Regions from separate parts of the Capra hircus genome. Here region 1 is linked to region 2. The links are chromatin contacts, called in public Hi-C maps. All regions are on one chromosome and are shown on one strand. Each heading gives the region's core, a stretch centred on a gene start, on an enhancer-like site or on the middle of the called end of the contact. The rest is flanking DNA. Distances are from core to core; before and after follow the strand shown. Region 1 holds the start of GADD45G (growth arrest and DNA damage-inducible protein GADD45 gamma). Region 2 has its middle 630 kb from the start of GADD45G.

Evidence for each region. A called contact is a pair of places that touch in the nucleus more often than the background predicts.
Region 1: a contact with region 2 is called in a Hi-C map of liver, with 12 times the contacts expected there. The contact joins the promoter of GADD45G here to the enhancer-like site in region 2. A contact is called at or near these places in 3 of 5 Hi-C or Micro-C datasets (blood and liver).

Annotation. Positions count from the first base shown.
Region 1 is chr8:88,267,607-88,271,969 of ARS1.2, forward strand. It overlaps GADD45G (growth arrest and DNA damage-inducible protein GADD45 gamma), which reads right to left and starts at 1,922. Exons shown (of 4, transcript XM_018052512.1): 1 at 1,697-1,922; 2 at 1,324-1,425; 3 at 997-1,210; 4 at 290-900. The coding sequence starts at 1,749. The coding sequence ends at 790.
Region 2 is chr8:87,642,017-87,646,410 of ARS1.2, forward strand. No RefSeq gene overlaps it. Among named protein-coding and RNA genes, the nearest start is that of GADD45G, 630 kb to the right of the region's middle. Within about 2 kb of position 2,020, at least 2 of the 5 cell types and tissues checked have an H3K27ac peak or open chromatin away from gene starts, as enhancers often do.

The DNA.
Region 1 (4,363 bases), core at 672-3,171, 630 kb after region 2:
GGTTGGATGGCCAGCTGCTGCACTGATGTCTTATCCCAAGTATGCTCCTGTCTTGCAAGTTTAAAAATTTTCCTGAAGGGAGAGAAATAGGAGCAGGGCTCAAGTTCTGCCCTAACACCCAGCCAGCGTCCCCTCCCCCACTTCCAGCACCCCAGGAGCCTGCCATTCAGCGCCAACAGGAAGATGGAACAGGTGCCATGGAGTTCCGTAAATATCAGAAATCAGCAGCAGTCCCGCTGACCACCTCCCCCGCAGACAAAGATACCCTGCCCTCAAAAAAGAGAGTACGTTTGTTTCAGTTAAGTTTATTGTAAAACTCAAAGCTGCAGCAGCATAATCCTTTAGAAAATGAAGCATCGCCCGTATCCGTTTTGAAAACAGCAATGCATACTGCTCAAGTCCGTCAGAGCTCCTGTAACCGTACAAGTCCAAGCCGCCTGGACTTGCCTTTCCCCTCCTTTCTGCCGGGAGTACAGGCTGCTGAGTCACGCCTGCCCGGCCAGTCTGTCCTTCCCGGCCGCGCGGCCAAGGTCCCGCCTCCGGCCTTCCTGGGCGAGCAGCCGCTCCCCACACTTGTAGAGTCCTGGGTTGGGGCCAGCCTGCCCCTGTCGCCGCCGGGCCCCTCCTCGGGAGGGGACCGCACCTCCTCGCCGCTCTCCACGCGCCCCCGCCTGCCAGTCTCCACGCCGCACTCCGGCGCCCTCCGAGGGCGCATCCACAGAGCCAGCCCCGCGCTAGGCGCCCCGGGGCGTCACCACGTCGATCAAACCAAGGATCCCCACGGGGCTGTCACTCGGGAAGGGTAATATTGGGCACCCAGTCGTTGACGCTGCGGCTCTCCTCGCAGAACAGGCTAAGCTTCTCCAAGGCGGGGTCCTTCCATGCGTCCTCATTGGGGTTCTGCAGAGAGAACGCAGAGGTCAGCCTGGCTGGGCACTGGCTGCTGACGGGGGAGCGAGGGGGCAGGGATCACATCGGCACGGAGGCGACACTCACCGAAATGAGGATACAGTGCAGGTCTCCAGGTGCCCCCGACTCGTCGCCGGTACCCACGATCGCCGCCAGCCGCTGCACGTCGCCCACGCGGACGATGTCTATGTCGTTCTCACAGCAGAACGCTTGGATCAAAGTGAAGTGGATCTGCAGCGCGATATCGCCCTCGTCCTCCTCGTCAGCGGCAAGCACGCAGAAGGTCACATTGTCGGGGTCCCTACGCGGGCGAGCAAGAGGTGGTGAGATCAGGTCGAGGAGCCAGGGGCGCCCCCAGCCACCGTCTCCCCGGTCTCCCTGCCGCTCCTCCCACGGGCCGCGTTTGATACTCACACGTTCAGGACTTTGGCTGACTCGTAGACGCCGGCCGTGAGGCAGCCTTGGCGCTGCGCAGACAACAGCAGCTCGTGCAACGCTTTCCCGGCGCCCTGCATCCTGCGGACAAGCCAGCACGGTGAGCCGGAGGGTGCCCTGAGATCCCTGGACCCGGAGACGCACCCCCAGGGCCCCAGCCCGGCGCGCCAGCCCAGGCGGCCGCACCTTCGGCCCAGCCGGCACACTCGCGCCCGGCTTCCACCCAGCGGGTTCCCAACCCAGCCGGTTTCCACCCAGGCGGGCCCCAAAGACTATCGCCTAACCAGCGCGGCCAGGGCAGGACGAGGGTCCCCGCGCGCCCCGAGACGTCCGGAGTTAGGCGCCGACCTACCTGGCTGTGCTTTCTGGAACCGTGTCCTGGCCACGAACTTCTTCCAGAGTCATATTGCGATCTGCGAGCAGCAAGTTATCCACAAGAACAGAAGGCGGAGCAGACGCGAGCGAAGAAGGAAAGTCTACGAGCAAGCCCGGTGAGCCCACTGCCGGCGAGTAAGCCCGAGCGCCGCCTTGCGCCCTTATATAGGCTGAGCCGGGTGGCGCCGCCAGCTGGCGCGAGCCTGCGAGCCCATTGGCCCGCGCCTGCTTTCTGATGCAAATGAGGCGGCTGCCCGCGGCTCGTGCCAGAAGGCCACGTGGGGAGGGGTGCGGGGGATGACAATGCCTCAAATCTGCCGCTTTTGTCGGGGTGTTACCAGGCAGACTGGAGCCTGCAGATTTCATCTCGCCTTTTTTTTTTTTTTTTAAGTCCTTAAAAGGAAAAAGTTATGGGGGGAAAAAACCCTCACTTGTTAACAGTACGCTGCAATTTGTGAAATGCACCTTTGGGGAAATCTAACGAATATTTTTTTTTGCATTTATTTTTCTTGCTACCTTTTCTATTTTTTTCTTCACTTTTAATTTGGAGTTTCTGAAACCATTTCTTCTAAACCGGAACTTTAAAAACAGGCTGCGCTGGCTAAGCTAGCTAAAGGCCTGAAAGCAGCCCTCTCCAGCTGACACCAGAGCCCCGAGCGCGAGGTTCTTCTAGCACAATCAAGACCCGGACCCGGTCGCGCTGGAAAGTCTAGCCAATCTCCCGGCCGGCTACTAAGCGCTGCGGGGCGCCAGGGCGCGCAGGCAGATTGCGGCCGGAACACGCGGCTCGTTTGCATTTCTATGCTGGGTGCACAATAGCAGAGGTCTGGCGTGTGGCGGTTTGTAGGAGGGACAATTGAAGCTTTCTCTTCATAGCGACACTGTCCACCTGCCGCTGGGTGGGGTGGGAGAGCCCCGCCGCGCGTGGGGGTCGCCGGGCTGCTCGGCGCGTGGTGGGTCGCCGCCGCGTGGGGCTCCTGCGCTCTTCAATGCGCGCCCCCTGCACCGGCCCCGCTGCACCCACCACACGTTTGCATGACATCCCGCCCCAAAAGGTTCTAGCGCACGTGCGGAGCAGCCGTGGAAGTTGGAAGGAACACCTGCCTGCTGCACCTTTTTCGCAGCCGGGTGGGGACCCCAAGAACTTTGGGAACTACGCTTGGAATCCCTTTCCCGGGGCGCCATCTACAGGCCGACGGGAAAGTTCCTGAGCACCTCTCCTCCGCACTTCCATTGACATACTATGGGGACTTGGCCTCGGGCCCTCTGATCAAGGAGGGGCCCAGGTAGAGTCAGCTGAGCCCCATCTAAGCTACATATTAACGGAAGTCAAAAACTGCAAAACCCAGATGAAGACAAAAGGAGACTCCAATCCAGTAGTGACGGAAGAAAAGCCTATATTTGGCAAGCTATTTTGAAAAATTTTGACCTAAGTATGCATGTATTAAAAGCTTGTTTTCCAGGAATAGAGAAATAATACTAAATGAGAGCTTGAGAGCGTTTAATAGACATTGCTTGGCCGGGGCCATTTTGGACCTGTGTAATTAATGTTAGTTACTCAGTGGTGTCCGACTCTTTGCAACCCCGTGGACTCTACAGCCAGACTCCTCTCTCCATGGGATTCTCCAGGCAAGGATACCAGAGTGGGTTGTCATGCCCTCCTCCAGGGGATCTTCCCGACCCAGGGATGGAAACTGGGTCTCCCGCATTGCAGGCAGATTCTTTACTATCTGAGCCACCAGGGAAGTTGACACTTCCAGAAAGTTTGCTCACTGAGCTTATAATTTTTGGTGCCTGCATCTCTCTATGTGCACTGAGGTGCATTCTCTCTCCGCCACCCCGCCTTAACCCTTACTAGGTGAGGTTTTTGAGACTGGGCAGGACAGCTAGCGGGTGCAGGGGCTGTTGGGTGTGCTGGGAGTCCCGACTCTGCGGCAAGACAGGAAATAAGGAAGACAACGGAGTGCACCGGCTTCTTGCGCCCCCCGGTGGCCAGCTGGCAGAGGACAGCTGAGAAAGCGGAACACTTCCCAGATGCCAATTGTTTGCTCACCTAACATCCTTGAAATCCGAGGTGTCTTTTTTTTTTTTCCCCCACTGAAGGGCAGTTGATTTTCAGCGTTACAGGTGTACACAACAGTGAGTCAGTTATACATATACACCACACATCCACTCTTTTTTAGACTCTTTTCCCATGTAGGTCATAGCAGAGTATTAAGTAGAGTTCTCTGTTCTACGCAAGAAGTTCTTATTAGTCATCTGTTTTATGTAGTAGCACGTATAGGTCAATCCTAGCCTCCCAACCTATCCCTTCCCCTCACACGCCCCCACTCCCGGTAGCCATTGCATTGTTTTCTAATTGCTCTCTCCTCATTGCTGGCATCCTGTGGCTTTCCTTTGCTGCCATGTCCTTTCTTTCTTTACTGCCCACGGCATGCTCAGTTGCTCAGATGTGTACAACTCTTTGTGACCCTATGAACTAACGGTAGCCCACCAGGCTCCTCTGCCCATGGAATTTTCTCAGGCAAGAATACTGGAGTGGGTTGCCATTTCCTCCTCCAGGGGATCTGCCTGACTCAGGGATCGAACCCACATCTCCTGCGTCTCCTGCATTGTCAGGTGGATTGTTTTATCACTGAGCCAC
Region 2 (4,394 bases), core at 770-3,269:
TGGAGACCTGTGTTCAATCCCTGAGTTGGGAAGATCCCCTGGAAAAGGGAAAGGCTACCCACTACAGTATTCTGGCTTGGAGAATTCCATAGATTGGATAGTCCATGGAGTCGCAAAGAATCGGACAAGACTGAGCAACTTTCAGTCTCACTTTCAAGCAGAGAAAAAAAAATAACGACATTGAGCAGTATGCCAAAGAGCATCTCTCTACATCATGGAGGTGTTTGTTGGACTGACGGGAAATGAAGCTGTTCTGATTTCAAGAGGAAGAGAAGACTGAGGAACTCTACTTTTAAACTTGTTTTCTGGGAGATTCATGTTCTGTTGCTAATCAACAGTCCTGCTTTGACAGTTTTCATTTCCTATAAATATAAATCCCAAAAAGAATGTCCAATATTTCCTGACTCAAATCCAGAAGGAGCAGGTGTGTTCTCTGGGTGAGTCATGCCATTAGCAGCCAAGACTGGGACATGGCTGCAGAGTCCTTTAAGGGAATAAAAGCAAGCTCAGAGGAGGGCCAGGCTTCTGGAATCACAGTTATTCAGAATTTGGGGATTCTGATAGGCGTGGTTCTCATTTTTCATTCCTGTTGAAAGCAATAGCATCATCTGATATTCCAATGATAATTTCTACATAAATAGATGAATATAATTTTCATCCATTTATCTGTTGATAGATATAAGCTGTTTCCATGATTGACTATGGATAAAAAGATGAGATACAGATGATGAAAAATTCCTCTGTCTTAGAAAGGAAAGAAATTCTACCACGTGTGACAACATGAATGGACCTAGAGGACCTTGTGCTAAGAGACATAAGCCAAACACAGGATGAGTATTTTATGATTCCACTTATGTGAGAAGCAGAGTAGCATAGCAGCTGCCAGGGAATGGAGGAGGGGGAATGGGTTGTTACTGTTCGATGGATATAAAATATCAGTTATGCAAGATGAATGAGCCCTAGCCATCCACTGTGCAACACTGTGCCTGTGGTTAACAAGACTGCACCATGCCCTTAAACAGCTATTAAATGTGTAGATCTTATTTTAGTTGTTTTTACCATAATCAAAGAAAACAAATGAATCAGTAGATCAATCTCAAAACTCTTCTTATTTTCTTTAAATTCACAAGATACACATGCACTGAGATGATGTCATTACCAGTTTCCCAAGTCAAAATACCTACTTTACCCAAAGTATCTCAAAGGAAGCTCTTTCATAAAGAAGTAACGCATACATATATTAAAAACACTTCACTTCATTCTAAATAAATACATTGACAACTAAATTAGTTATTATAATGATGAAAATACATATAATATCACATGTTTTATTTGAAGATCTCTTTCTCAAAACAGTGATGCAAGAGGGTCAAAATATTGAATACATTTGGAGATAATAGTAGTTTCTGGTGCTAAGTTCCATGTTCATCAATCTTGTAAACCACAAAGTCTTTTTTAGACGATTAAAACAGAGTTGCTACAGTGGAAGACCTAGAAATGTAAAGAGGAATTTTGTATTCCTTTCTCAAATTATTTTTTTCATTAATGAAAACATACTCATAAAACAGGAAAATAGGCTGTACATCCTAATTTAGGACACTGTTAAAGTTATATCCTGTAGTTTTAATATCATTACATCTGACTAAAATGCCAAATAAAATAGGAGAACTTTTTAAAATTACCACTAAAACTCAACTTGGAGAAGGCAATGGCACCCCACTCCAGTATTCTTGCCTGGAAAATCCCATGGACGGAGGAGCCTTGTAGGCTGCAGTCCATGGAGTTGCTAAGAGTCAGACACACTGAGCGACTTCACTTTCACTTTCTACTTTCATGCATTGGAGAAGGTAATGGCACCCCACTCCAGTGTTCTTGCCTGGAGAATCCAAGGGACAGGGGAGCCTGGTGGGCTGCTGTCTATGGGGTCGCACAAAGTCGGACATGACTGAAGCAACTTAGCAGCAGCAAAGCTCAGCTTAGAGGCAACACCACAGTAAGCAGCTATGCTGGATGAAACACTGAGTCATGTTTGTGGGAAGTACAAATGTGGTTTCGTGTTCAGAGGATCGTATTAGTCATCACTCTCCTGGATTCTCTCCTACTTCCTAAATAAATTTTTCTCCCCCTGTCCCTCGGCCGCGCCTTTCCCACAGGGTCCCTGGCACGAGGAACATGACAGGTGAGCCTACTGGGCTGATGGCTCCTGTGCAGCAGCTGTTCTTGCCTCAAAGAGGAGGCCATAGGTTGCATCAGGACGGATGAGTGCAAGTCACTGTAAACAACAGAGCTGATGTCATTTTTCCACAAAAAAGTCACTGTACACATAATAAGATGACAACAGCTTTCAGGGTATGATATGACAGTTTTCCCTGTCCACATGTCCCTGCTATATATCAGAAAGCAAGCTTGTTCTTCCAACTGGACTCAGGATATAGAAAATGATAAGCATTCATTCCAATGATGCCTAGCTCTTTTTACTGTGTGTCTGCAGCTTTCACTCATTCTTTTTCTTCTACGTGCATGTCACTCTAAGAGAGTTTCTGAGACTAGCTGCACTTTAGTGAAGATCTCAGAAAGCTGTATTAGATATCAATATCATTATTTAGGGAATAATGTGCACCATAATGTATCATTTATGGTTATCAAACTCTTCATGAAAGGCTGTAAACTAAATGGTTATATGACTTTTGTTGGGAGATTGTTCTATTGCTCAGAAAATATTCATTCCCTTTGTCACACTCCCAGCTTGCCCCTGGAAAATGGATATTCTTGTCCCATGAGTGATGGAATGACTTGCTTTGGTTTATTGGGATGAGAATGTGAGAGCGGAGGTAGATACTCCTGGCTGTGCAAAGGCATAAACACGCACGCTTGTTTTGGCTGATTCTTGTGCTCCTGCTGTCTGTCCCAGATAGTGGTTCTTCCTTCAGTGTGAAAATGCACAAGAATCAGATATCTGCCTACCTGCAGCCTGTAGGGGAACTGGCACAGCCTACCTGCAAACTCAGGAGTGAGAAGTAAAGAAATGCTGCCCGTTTTAAGTCATTGAAAAAACGAGTTTTTGTTGCCACAGCAAAAGCTTATACAGTTGCCTGTTTGCACAATGACCTATAATATCATTTCAGAGTACACCTTTTGTTTGACTAATCCTCAATTGACAGTTATCAGCTAGTTATTGCCACAATAATGCTGCCTGACAAACGACCACCAAATTTCAGAAGCATACAAAACTTTAGGTATCTCTGGCATTTGTGTATTGACTTGGGCCTGACTGGGTGAATCAGCTGGGGTAGCTCTGTACTACGTGTCTGACATCCAGCTCCTGAACCAGGAGCTTATCCCATGTGTGAGAGCCCAACTGTGCAACCACTGTTCAAGCCTGTACTCCGTCATGAGTGCTAAATCCCAAGTCACATGACCAAACTGATAACAGAACAGAGAGGTACAGTCTTTCTTGGAAGTATAGAGAAAGCACTGAATATTTCTAAAATTAATCAAATTTACCACCCTTGTTAGCCCTAATATTTTAAGAAAGCTGTTTGCTTTTTCTTTTACATTCTGCTTTCCTTTTCCAGATTTGAGTCAAAGGAAATATACTATAAAGACATATTCGTAACCAGCATACAGTGCCTTCAAGAGACTTCTGCCGTTGAGCACTTATCTGTAATGACCTGTAAGCTAATTAACTGATCATTCCCAAGTTATCTATTTAGTATTGATCAAGCAGAGTGGAACATATTGAACAGCAAACTTGGGACTATGACATGAATCCCTATTGTCCAATATGGTGCCATAAGTCACACTTGGCTACTGAGCTTTTGAAATGTATCTAGTCCAAAACCAGAAGCTTTGTTAGTGTCAAATACACATCAGACTCTGAAGACTTCCTGTAAAAGTATAAAACATATCATTGGCATTTTCTATATTGATTATATATTAAAGTAAAAGTATTGGATATACTGGGTTAAATAAAGAAGAGTATTAAAATTAATCTCAGAAATAAAGGGGTTTCTGATGAAGTCTCTCTCCGTGGCTTGCAGAAATCTGCTTTCCTGCTGTGCTTTCACATGGCCCCTTATCTGCATAGACATGTAGAGAAATCTCTGGTGTCGCTTCTCACAGACACCAGTCCTGTCAGACAGAGCCCCACTCTTAAGAACTCATTTAATCTTAATTATCTCCTTAAAGGCTCTGTCTCCAAATGCAGTCACATTAGACATTTTAATTGGTTGGGAGGGGTGAGGGACACAGTTCAGTCTATCACAGGAGGTCAACAAAGATTCCACTCTTGGGAAAAGATGTGGAAACGTGACTTAAGGACTGAGATTGTGGTGGCATCACTAATATTCTTTCTAATCTAGTTTGAAATGATATCAGGCTGTGTTATTGTAACT